Linked DNA regions of Zea mays: all the other regions are linked to region 2. The links are chromatin contacts, called in public Hi-C maps. All regions are on one chromosome and are shown on one strand. The core of a region is the stretch at or near the end of the contact, and the rest is flanking DNA. Distances in the headings are between cores, read along the strand shown. Region 1 holds the start of LOC103633364 (probable amino-acid acetyltransferase NAGS1, chloroplastic). Region 2 holds the start of LOC111589728. Region 3 holds the start of LOC100279098.

What was found. Hi-C and Micro-C count contacts between places; a contact is called where the count stands out from the background.
Region 1: a Hi-C map of leaf shows a contact between it and region 2, with 3 times the contacts expected there. The contact joins the promoter of LOC103633364 here to the promoter of LOC111589728 in region 2. A contact is called at or near these places in 7 of 25 Hi-C or Micro-C datasets (bundle sheath, ear, endosperm and 2 more).
Region 3: a contact with region 2 is called in a Hi-C map of ear, with 1.7 times the contacts expected there. The contact joins the promoter of LOC100279098 here to the promoter of LOC111589728 in region 2. A contact is called at or near these places in 2 of 25 Hi-C or Micro-C datasets (ear and tassel).

The regions. Positions count from the first base shown.
Region 1 is chr7:170,681,415-170,685,372 of Zm-B73-REFERENCE-NAM-5.0, forward strand. LOC103633364 (probable amino-acid acetyltransferase NAGS1, chloroplastic) reads right to left here and starts at 1,661. Exons shown (of 10, transcript XM_008655067.3): 1 at 1,270-1,661; 2 at 594-681; 3 at 1-120. The coding sequence starts at 1,644.
Region 2 is chr7:170,521,499-170,525,403 of Zm-B73-REFERENCE-NAM-5.0, forward strand. LOC111589728 reads left to right here and starts at 1,684. Exons shown (of 2, transcript XM_023300585.2): 1 at 1,684-1,974; 2 at 2,399-3,905. The coding sequence starts at 2,427. The coding sequence ends at 3,758.
Region 3 is chr7:170,701,583-170,705,885 of Zm-B73-REFERENCE-NAM-5.0, forward strand. LOC100279098 reads left to right here and starts at 1,857. Exons shown (of 1, transcript NM_001152143.1): 1 at 1,857-3,123. The coding sequence starts at 1,957. The coding sequence ends at 2,940. LOC100281028 (NADH-ubiquinone oxidoreductase 18 kDa subunit) reads right to left here. Exons shown (of 5, transcript NM_001153947.2): 5 at 3,318-3,581. The coding sequence ends at 3,522.

The sequences.
Region 1 (3,958 bases), core at 411-2,910, 160 kb after region 2:
GAGGACCAGGAGAAAGTTTAGCTTCTATTGTCAATCGTATTCTACCAGCTGCATCCATTGCAGCCTTTCTTGCATCTTCATCAGTAATTCTGTACTGACCAACATACTTGGCCTTCTTCCCTACACAAAATTTAATAAGCTAAACACATGCTTTACAGGAAAGTAAGAGATATAGAGATGCATTAAGAATCATCAAACCAACAGATGTTAGCAAAGCAAAAAAAACAAAAAAAACAGAACAGTGTAAAAAATAACTCTGCGTGTAACCAAAAGCAACTGGAGGCCTAACAAAGCTTCAGATTTTGGCTAATGTACTTCACCAAAAATTCAAACTATAGCCATGATAGTCTGCAAGCATATTAAATATACTTCCTGGAGCTCTGAGGGCCAAATGTCTAAGACAACTATATGCCACAGCAGCTAAATGATTCTCTAACTTTCTTATAATAGGTTTTATATGATTAGTAGCCATCCTATATACTGGTTTGTTTTAAAATCTGGTAGATTTTTATGAGCACAAGCATGTGCAAACAGAGTGCTTGCTTAAGGATGAATTGTGAAGCTGCCCCATGAGGGTGTTGCACAGAACTGACCTCTTTCTGACAACAGCTTATCAATTTGAATATGTGTTCCTGGAACAAGAACAAATTTAATCCCCAGACCATGGAGAAGTGATATGTCCTGCGTATTTTTAAAAGAAAGTGTGGTTAGGAATGAGGAATCCATGACAACATAAATTCCTCATGACAACAAAAGAATATAAATATGTGGCAAAACACTATAAGCTCATCCTTAGAATAAGATTAACACAAAACTAATACCTACTAGAAAACTGATGTTGCCTACCCCCTTATTCCTTAGTAATGCTGTTGTTACTTAATATATATGGTCTACAATAGAGTTTTGCTTCCAAACAAGACACAGCAATAGACTCAACCTACAATTGTCATCCCAGTCAGGAACTCAGGATCCTCAAATTGTCAAGTCGATCGTGATGCTCAAGTCTCATCCCAACCATTGAAGTCAACAGTTGTGGTCTACACCACTGAACGAAATGGATTATAATCTACCAACATAATTTTTTGATGCAAATGATTCAATTATTTCGGTCGGACCATTTTTGTTTAGAAAAACAAAAGCTAAGCTGGCCAATTAGTACGAAGCAGCTAAATCAAATTCAACGCTTAACCTAAAATTACATAGCAGGACGTCAAATGTACTATCCTTTGAAGATCCAAAATATAACATCACAAGCAACCATTACAATACCTGCAGAACGCGGTAGAAGTGCGGCCCGCACACGACCTCGCTGGAGATGACCACCACGAAGGTGCTCCCACGGTGGCCCCGGATGTACGGCCACGCCTCCCGAAAGAACCCCACAAAGTCCTCGCTGGCGATCACGGCGTCGGCGTCGGCGCCCCCACCGCGGAAACCGGCCGCGCAGCACCGGACACCGCGGCCCTGCCAACGGCGCGTAGCAGCTACCCGCCAATAGCTCTCGGATGAGACTCCATTCGCAGAAGGTAGGACCTTGGGCTGCGAGGCCTCGCCCGCGAGGCGTGCCACAACCACCGAGGTGGCCATGTACAAGCTTCCAACCCTAGATAGATGGGTTACTTGCTTTTTGCCCTCATCACACATTCACACACAGGTTTCGTAAGGGGCTCCACTTGCAATTTTGGTCAAAACTGGAATATTTTTTGAATTTAATTGTATTTTAATAATTTTCTAAAAAAGAAATTAATAATACAAAAATAGTCTTAAAAATAATGAAATTTTACGGATGGAAAACATATGTCCATATACAATTTTAACTAAAGTTAAAACATATGTCCATATACAATTTTAACTAAAGTTTGTAAGATAAAATTCAATAGATGGTTGTGTTTCTTCTATTTCACTTTGTGAGTTAGACGTGAAATTGATCTAAGTATCCAAGTTTTAACGTAATCAATACTTCTATTTATTATTTTCATGTGCGAACTTGAGGTTATCTTGATATAGAATGTTTACTAGTATTGGTAACTTATTTGCAATCTTTGGTTGAAATTAGAATATTGTACCAATTTATTTGTGTTTCAATGATTTTTATAGAAAGAAATTAATAATACACAAATAGCCACAAAAATCATAAAAAATTACGGAGACGCGACATATGTACGCGTATAATCCTAAAAATGGTTAGACTATAAAATCCACATATGCTATTTTAAAACTATATTTTATTATATTAGACTATTGTGATTCGAATCTTGCCATTATGTTTAAAATATTGTATTGAACTATTGTATGACCATAAATTATTGTTATATTGTTATGTCTATCTATGTTCTAGACAATAGCGAACGATAAGTAATACATGCATTATCCAATATCCGACCACACAATATCTGTATTCGTCACTTATTCACCCGATTAAATATCTGGTCCTTGTATTTATATCCGTCTCGTTTCTAACTACCCAAATCCGATCTTGAATACAATTGAAATATAATAGGGTATGATACAGGATGACCTAATAATCGTTCATATCCGCCCGATTTTCATTTATATCCAAATCTCTGTCGCAATTTTGGTCAAAACTATAATATTTTTTTTGAATTTAATTGTATTTTGATGATTTTCTAAAAAGTAAATTAATAATACATAAATAGCCTAAAAATAGTATAATCGAGAATGAAGTTTTCATTCTGTACATGTCATATCATGAATTAGTAACGGTAGCCAATCTCCGAAAAGTCTCGATTGTTTCGATTTTTGGAATGGGGTATTTACGGAATCCCCATGAATAGAATCAAACCTTATTCCATATTAGTTCCATAAGATTCCTCTTTCTTATTCTTAAGCAAGCCCCAGAGCCCTTCCAACCACGATTTTTTATTCAATTTAGTTATTTCGCATAGAAATAACAAATTCTAACGATACTAAAAAACATTGGGTTCCATCGATTTTATGGTTCCCTTTTAAATGGCGAGGCCCTCTCTATGCACCGGAACCCTTTCTTTCATCAAAAGGTATTGTGAACTTGTATAGTTCACATTCTTTGGCTCTACCTATCCATTATAGAGTAAATAACTCTTTTCACAATAAGAGTTATTCATACAGTGACGATATTTAATTATGAAATTTTACGGAGGCACGACATATGTCCATATATAATTTTAAATAATGTTTGTAATATAAAATTCACAAGATGGTCGTGTTTCTTATATTTCACTTTGTGAGTTACACGTGAAATCGATCTAAGTATCCAAGATTCAACGTAATCAATACTTATATTTATCATTTTCATGTGCGGACTTGAGGTTATTGTTAGCTATTGGCTGAGGAGTTGGAACTCGGAATACAGCAAGAGGAATTGAGACGAACAACACAAGGAATGGTAGGAGGTAGAGTTCAACTCAGAGGACAAGTATGAGGTTCGGTTATTACATCGATACCCATCCGCACACATATGTGATATATTTATATAAGGAAAACATACCACCCTAATTCACTCAATTGATCCCAAATACCTTCACACTCTTCTTCCTGGGCCTCTTGGTCTCCTGATGCAGCCCAACAGTTATCTTCATGTATAATGTTTACTAGTGTCGGCGTTCCGAGACCGGGGGGTCCCTTGGGCCGACGAGTGAGTGTCGCCGCGTGCCCCAGCCCAGATGGGTCGAGCGCGAGGGCGAGCGCGAAGGGGGAGAAAGCGAGGCGGCCGGAGGCCGGCGTGAGAGAGGTGGGAATCCCGCGGCCTTCGTGTTCGTCCCGCGCCCAGGTCGGGTGCGCTTGCAGTAGGGGGTTACAAGCGTCCACGCGGGAGAGGGAAGCGAGCGGCCCCTAAGGGAGCGTCTGTCTCGTCCTCGTCCCCGCGCGGCCAACCCTCTCTAAGAGGGCCCTGGTCCTTCCTTTTATAGGCGTAAGGAGAGGATCCAGGTGTACAATGGGGGGTGTAGCAGAGTGCTAC
Region 2 (3,905 bases), core at 434-2,933:
ACACGGCATTTGATATGCACGGTTCTGAGTAAGGATGCGTGGATGACACGGTCGGCCTCTTTTGGCCGCTGGTGTCCGCAGGCAGCTTATAACCTTCGATGCAAACTCTGATAGGCTTTCCCGTATAAATAAGCCTGGTCTATATATATTATACAGAGAGAGAGGGAGAGAGATGACACGGCAGTTAGTGCTAATCCATAATACTATTGTGGCAAGTGGTGGCTACTTATGTGACATGACAAATAAACTTGATTGGGCTTTTTGGCTGCTTGGGTTCAGCAAACATTGCTGAGAGGAATCTGTCTGAAGGCACATGGAGGATTAAACTGCACCGAGGAAAGGTCATTGCTGAGGGGAATCTGTCTCTGTCTTTCCCTTCCCCTGTGGTCAGAACTATAGCAACTGCTGGATCCACAAGCAAGATACTTGCAATCAAGTACACGTTGATGTGGCCTCGGCCCCTCGCTCACTTTCGCCTGGTCAATCCATTACATCCGCACGCATGTGCGACCACAGCATCATGATGGGGAATCGATCGCATGAGCTACAGCTAGCTCCAAAAGACAGTTTTTTTTTCTTGCTTGCACACTGACTTTTTTCTTTCTTTCTGTCGAGCAAATGCACTGACTACTTACCTGCGTCGTGGGAATTGGACCGCTCGCCAGATTTTGACGATATCGATCGTGTGCTACTGCAACGAATGATGGGTTCGGCTTAACATGCTCTCGACAGGGACCATGGCGCATGAGTCCATGTCCATGGACATGCTTTGCAAATTGCAACCGGCACATGGCAGAGGGTCGCGTCGCGGGACCATTCAATTCGCAAGGCAAGGGGAGAAACGGTCTGAAAAAGCTTGCCACCACGCCCCGGAATCCATCCATCTCGACGCACATGGGTCAGACTCAGTTCCCGGCCTACTCATGAGATAGAATGGATCAGCGTACTCCTCTCTTTCCGCTCGCCACCTCTGGCTGCACTGCAGGCTCCGGCGCCGCAGCGCGCGCACGCACGCCGACCTGCCTGGCGAAGCCGCCCCGGCCGCTCGCGATGATGGCGGACGGACGCGGAAAAGGGCCCGGCGAGATGATATCCGCTTTGAAAAACCTGACGCGAGCGTGCGAGCGCGGGCGGGCGGGCGTGGCCTGGCCGGGGCCCCCTCCTGCCGGACCCCGCGGGCTAACGCTGGCGCCTGGCGGACGGACAGCGACGCCGGCGGGCCACGGCACGCGCCCGCCCACCCACCCCCACTTGCCCGCGGCCCCCCGATACGGCGGCGATACCCGATTAAACAACGCGGCGTGCCCATGCCCACCAAAAGGGTCCTTCCCTCGCGCCCTCCAGCGGAGGTGGCGCCGCGCCATTGGCCGCCCAGTTCACGCGCGCTGCCGCCACAAGGCGCCAAGCCGGGCGCAGCCGCGGCCACTGCGAAACAACCTTGACTTTTGGGGAGTGTGTCTCTCTCACACCACGGTGAAAACCCGCGCAAAAGTGCCCTGTGCTGTGCATGTGTGTGACCCCCCTTTCACGACCTTTCTTATCCAGCTGGTGTTTCTTTAAACCATCTTGTTTACGTGCGTTCTTAACAGTAGGCTGATTGCTACGTATGCGGTCAGGATAGGATGGAACGGGGCAGTAGCGCCTTTGAATACTGTACGCCTCTACTACCAACGGCGTCGGCGAGGCACATGCACGGCTCTACTACGCTAACGCGCGTCGCACGGCTCGGCCAAACAAGGCAATAAAAGCAAGCTTAGTTAGGTAAAGGGTAGAAAAAGGCAAAGCCAGCTAGTAGAAGGGAAAAAAAATCTACTACTACTAGTACTGCCGCCCTAATCCTTTTCCTTTTGGAGTTCGTGTTATATCTCGAGCCCCCACCCTGCCGCTCGCTCCCCCTCCTCCCGCTTGATTCCAGTGGCCCTGCTTCCCTCGTCGTCACTCTCTCTCGAGAGCAGCACCGGCACTTCGGACAGGGTAAGCGGGCATCACGAATCTGCTTCAATTCCCTTCCCCTGCTCTCAGATCTCGCCTTTTCTTCCTGGGATTTGAGCTCGCTCTCGCGCTTCCCCTACGCATCGTGAACTCGTTTCTTTAGTGGTGACAATAGCAGCGATTTGCCCGGAGGGTTCTCGAGGTATTTCAGCAGTTGCGCTGTTGCGTTGAATCGAGTAGGAAAGGAGTAGGAGGACTCGCCCCCCATCCACAGTCTATTCAAGAAGCTTGTGGAGGTAGTGTGCAGTTCCGGCGCACTGTAGTGAGGATCTGACGACAGTTTCACTTCACCTACTTCTCGGATTTCGAGCTACCCCCTCATCACACCGTCGCTGAATTCCGTAGAAGAACTTTTGCGTGGTTTCGTCTGATTTGTTGCTTTGCTTCCCCTTTGCTGTGGACGCAGAGTTGAAAAGCAAAGGTGTGTTCTTGTCATGGAGCAGCCGCAGCAGAAGGGAGTAGCGGTCTCTGCGCAGGCGGCGGCCGCGAACGGGACCAAGGGCGCGGAGCTGATCGGGTACGTCGACGTGCTCGTGCGGAGCGCGCGGGACATCCAGAACATCTGCATCTACCACAAGCAGGACGTGTACGCGCGGCTCTCGCTGCCCGGGGACGGCGCGCCGGCGGCGTCCACGCAGGTGGTCAACGGCGGGGGCCGCAACCCGGTGTTCGACCAGTCGCTGCGCCTCGGCGTGCGCGCGGGGGACGTCGACGCCGCGATCCGGTGCGAGGTCTGGATGCTCAGCCGCGTCAAGAACTACCTGCAGGACCAGCTGCTGGGGTTCGCGCTCGTGCCGCTCCCGGAGGTCGTCGCCGCCGACGGCGGCACGCTCGCCCGCGACTTTCCGCTCACCACCAGCGACCTCTTCCAGACCCCCTCGGGGTTCCTGCAGCTCGAGCTCTCCTACATCGGGGTCGTGCCGGAGGTCGTGCCCATCTCGCCGACGCCCAAGCCGGCGCTGGCCGACCCGGAGGAGCCGGAGAACAACGCCGCCGGGAACGGGAAGGAGTACGAGAAGATCGAGTTCCCTGACCTCAATCTCGTGGAGGAGAACCAGATCATGGTCTCCGAGTACACCAGGCTGCCGTGCGCGGCCGTGGAAACGCAGAGCTCCGACAGCCTCCTCACCTCGGAGCACGGGGACGGCGCCACGACCCTGGGCCACGACGCCGGCGTGCGCCTCGTGGAGAGCTTCTCGACGGACAACAGCACCGCCGACTCGGTGAGCACCTTCCGGAGCGACACGCCGGTCAGCAGCGTGTCCACCACGGAGTCCCCCGCTGCCGCGGCGTTCCCGGCCACCCCTCAGTCCAACTTCAGCTCGGAGCCGTCTGGGAACGCCCACTCGTCGGCTGACCGCAAGGAGAAGCCGGCGTTGGAGACCACCGACGCGGAGGTCGCCTCGTCCCGCACCGTCCAGGAGGTCCCGGCGGCGAACTCACCCGGCGCCGCGTCGGAGGCCGCCGTGGACAAGCCGGTGATCAGCGTCAACATCGAGCAGGAGGTGAAGGTGGACGGGAACCAGATCATGGACATGTACATGAAGAGCATGCAGCAATTCACGGATTCCCTGGCTAAAATGAAGCTCCCTGCCTTGGACTTGGACATAGACAATGGTAGCAGCGGGAGGAGTAGTCCTGCAGCAGCCACAACCGACGCAGAATCCACTGGTGCCGACTCGATCGCGGTGAAGAAGCCAGCCGCCGCCGGGAAGCAGGATAAGCCATCTCCCAAGGTGTTCTATGGCAGCCGGGCGTTCTTCTGATCTCCTGTCCGCTTGAGCACTGGAAGCACAGCGCTCCAGCCGCCGAGTAACGAAGCAAAGAGACGGCATTTGCAGTCGCCTCAGCTGAATCTTACTAGCGCAGAGGAATAACACCTTCTCATGCTCTTGCTCTAGATTTGCCAGATA
Region 3 (4,303 bases), core at 607-3,106, 180 kb after region 2:
CGGTTTTTAGTGTATTTCGGTTTCAAAATTAGAAATATAAAAGTTAAATTTTGATCAACAAAACGGGTTTTGAAAAAAATCGAAACGAGAATGAAATCCCTGTTGCGGAACCATCGTCTACAAGTCGCCGGTGCCCATGAAGCATGAACGAACTGCAACAGGCAACAGCCAAGCAAGGCTCGCATTAACTGTAGCATGGCTCCCTCGCCAACAGCTGTAGGCTGTAGCGCAGCGCGCACAGGCGGCAGAAGCACCGGATCATGCTATTGCTAGCTCCAGCGCAGGCGTGTGGCCTCTGGCGTCGTCGCAGGCAGCCCTCGCGACGCGCGCCGAGTCCTCTGAGAAACCCCGCTCGGGCCAGCCGGCCGACCCCACTCGCCAGGACAGGGAGCGCGCGCGCGGCATGCGTCGACCACGCGCTGCCGCGCGCACCTGCGCCCGCCAATGGCAGCGCGGCCACTCGTCGCGCGCCCTTCCTGTCCGGTCGCCACGGCGCGCAGCACATGCCGCGCATGCAGCAGAAAACGATTAAAGAGATCGCGCCAGTGGCGTCCAAAAGGCAGGCTAGACGCTAGAGCTAAGCTAGGCTACCAAGGCCCCGGCCCGGTTGGTCTCGTGCGGCTGGCTACCAAGGCTAGCTAGGCCCGTGGTTGGGTTCCAGTCGGACATGGCGCTTGGGCTTTTGCGTTGCATGCATGCATGTCCCACGTGTGTTGGCTCGTGTACGAGGAGTGTGTACGTATCCGGCCTTACGTGTCCCGTGTCCGTCAATGTGATACTACTAGCATAGTACTAGTACCATGCATACACACAGCAGGTCGGCCGCCTGGATGGATCGATGATGATACTACATCATCCTGTCATCCATCCAGGCGATCTAGAAGGGGCGTGGCTAGCTAGCAAACTGTGACCGGTTTTTCTACGCCGATAATAATACTTTGTCATGGTACAGACGTACAGTACTGGTTATATATATCTGTAGATTTCAACTGAAAAGCTAGGATAGCTAGATTAATTCCTGAGAAACACAGATAAAATTCGAGCTTGGCTATAGATGACAAAACGGAAGACGCATGCATTGGACGACGTATGCAATGCGAGCGCGTCTCGTGTCGTCCCGTCCAAGTCTGGCGATCTCACGCCACGTGCTCAACAGCTCAAGGACTGTTCGTCACCAGCGTTAAATTCATTGAAGGGATGACGCATTTCGGCATTTGTCATTGCTTCTTGTAGCTATATATATATCCAACAGATTTCTCTCAAGCTTTTGTATGCGTGAATGTAAAGTCTAGCTTATACGACAGCACGTGCAGATACATTAACGTCATTAGGTGGAGAGCAAAGATCTGGTGGAAATTGTCGAAAACACAAGAGAGAGTGAAGTGCACACTTCTGGGTATAGGAGCTAAGGAGTGTATACGCCGCTGGTTGGTGGGCAATGCGCGCCGCAATATTGGCCAATGAAACCTAGCAACGCCCACTCGCCACGCCCCATGAATGGCCCCCGCACGGCAGCGAGCCAGCCAGTGCCCGCGCGCGGCCCAGCCGGAGTCGGCGGAACGCGCCACGGGGGACGAGGCGCCCGAGGGCCGAGGCATGGCAAGCAAGCCGAAGCGGGCAAGCGACCCGCATGCAGCCCCTGCCCCTCGCCCTCGTCCCAGCCTCCCACTGGAATCCACCCAACCCGCCCTTCCTCTCCAAAGCACGCGCCCCGCGACTCGCCTCCGCCTACGTGTCGGCAGCGTCCCCGCCGGTCGCCCACGTACCCCGCCCCGTTCTCCCACGTGCCCCTCCCTCTGCGCGCGTCCGATTGGCTGACCCGCCCTTCTTAAGCCGCGCCAGCCTCCTGTCCGGGCCCCAACGCCGTGCTCCGTCGTCGTCTCCGCCCCCAGAGTGATCGAGCCCACTGACCTGGCCCCCGAGCCTCAGCTCGTGAGTCCGGCACCGCGCCTCGCCATGGCCATGGTGCAGCCGGCGGACACGGCCGTCAAGGCCAACGAGATCCTGGCGCGGTTCCGGCCCATCGCGCCCAAGCCCACACTGGCAGCAGCCGCCGCCGCCGCCGCGGCGCCCGTGGCGCAGGCCGCGGCCGAGGGCGTCGTGGCCGCGAACCGCGTGCTGTGCCATCTGCAGAGCAGGCCGTGCCGCGCGCGCAAGCGCGGCCGCCCCACCGTCGTGCCGGTGTCGCCCAAGTCGGGCGCGCAGCCGCCCGCGAAGCGGAGGAGAGCCTCTACGCCGTACCCGCCTCTCCGGTGCGCGGCGGCGACCACGGGGGCGCATGTGTCCGCGGTCGTCCCAGGCAGTGCGCGTCTCCCACCGGCGAGTGCGGGTGTCGAAGACATCGCGAAGGCGGCGGCGGCGGCGGCGACAGAGGAGGGGAGGGACGTCCCCGTGGAGCGCGACCTGCTGCGGAAGCTGCTGGAGCCCAGGGTCATATCGCCGCGGGCGGTGCGCCCGGTGTGGTCTGCCATCCACGTCGGGTGCATCCACCGCACCGACGACGCGGCCTGCACCGACGCCGCCGTCTCGAAGACGGCGGTTCAGGTGGAGGCGGAGCTGGAGGTCGACGCGCTCCCGGCGGTGGTCTCCGACTCAGGCAACCGCGTCCGGCTCGTGAACGACGCGTACAAGGAGATGGTGGGGCAGCCCGAGTGCCCGTGGCTCGACGCCGTGGCTGCCACGTCGAGGAGGATCAGCGGGGAGGTGGCGCTGGTGGTAGCGGACCGGTCCTCTCTGCCGGACTCGTACGGGGCGTTCACATGCACGGCAAAGATCGAGTGGGAGGACGACGGGAAGGTCACCTCCATCGCTGCACCCTGCGACGTCAGCCGGCTGCAGTGCGAGTCCAGGGATTACCTCTTCGCCTGGAGGTTCCGCACCGCCGCCGCCGACGCCGACGCATCCGTTGGACACAGCTCCGAGGAGATTAGTGAGAGTTAGGGAAGCTTGAGCTGCATCCAATGAAACCAAGTGCATAGACTAAGCCGCTAGCTGCATGTTAAAACTGAGCAGCTTCCTCTTTCGCGAAGTCCAATAGGATGTAGACCCAGTTCTGAAATCCTGAGTAAATATAAGATGTTGACTGGAGAATGCAAAGGAAGTATAACCTGCCCTTTCAGGAAACTGACCTACCCGACTCTCATTTCATAACTGCGTGGGTTGCCCATGAACACACGGACATGCAAGAGTGGTCGTGCGTAGCGACTGGCAGCTCATTTGTGAATGTGTGATAGGGCCAAAAGCAAGTAGGCGTCATCATTCAACTCAGAAATGGCATGATGTATCTTTTCAGATACCAGCCAAGAAAGCACACAAGGTTGCAAAAGCAATGTCATCCACGAATTAACGTTTTGGAAGTACAAGTACACCATTTTGTTTGATTGCACATCATGCTTATTACAAGTTTGATAGATGCATTCTCTAGTTCGTACTTTAACAATGGGCACGGTTGAAAGCAAAATAAAATCGAGCCAGGAGGAAAACGACATCGTGCCAATGTCAGCATCACAGATGTCTCGAGCTCATGCTTGCTCCGCTTTTGGAGGGCCTCTCCACTTGAAGTTCTCAGCGTAGGCCTTAGGCTGCATGGTTGAAAAACAGTCCGGTTATCACACCCAAGCCGATGTATTTTCAGCAACACCGATTAGCAATCAGAAGGAAAAAATATTAATTCAAACGCAAACACAACTATTCTATTAGCACAAAACATGGCACGTTTGAGCCATATCTCACATATGACAGACACCAAATGATGCAATTGGCTGGACAGTAATGCAGGTTATCACCTTATAATGAAGCATAGCAATGGAAAGGTGAAACCATTCCTCCAGTTCATGATAGATACACTACTTTGAAATGTCCCAAAGCAAGCTTATTCCGGCAGCTGTATTGCTTTAAGCTAGCAATTGCTTCTATAATATTACGGTAAAGTACAGCTCGGTCCTGGCAGCCGTACCAAAAGCAAAAGTCCAGTCAAGCAAAGACTACTGGTAATGAGCCAGTTCCATCGCCTGATTGGACCTGTGCCCGGACGGCCAGTACAAACCAATAACACGCACGTTGCATCAAATAATTGGATATCAGACTTGTACAGTGTCAGGCAAGTAAAGAAATAGCGCAGGAGAATGATTTTTGGCCTCACTGTTTTAGCTTTCAGGACATTCCACAAGCATGCAAATATTTAACTTCGATAACCATATCACCTGTATGCCCGTATCTGTTCCTTACTGCTTATCAAATAATTGTGTTTTGATGTAGTAATGCATTTTCTGCTTGTAATTCTACATGCTGGCATAACATAGTG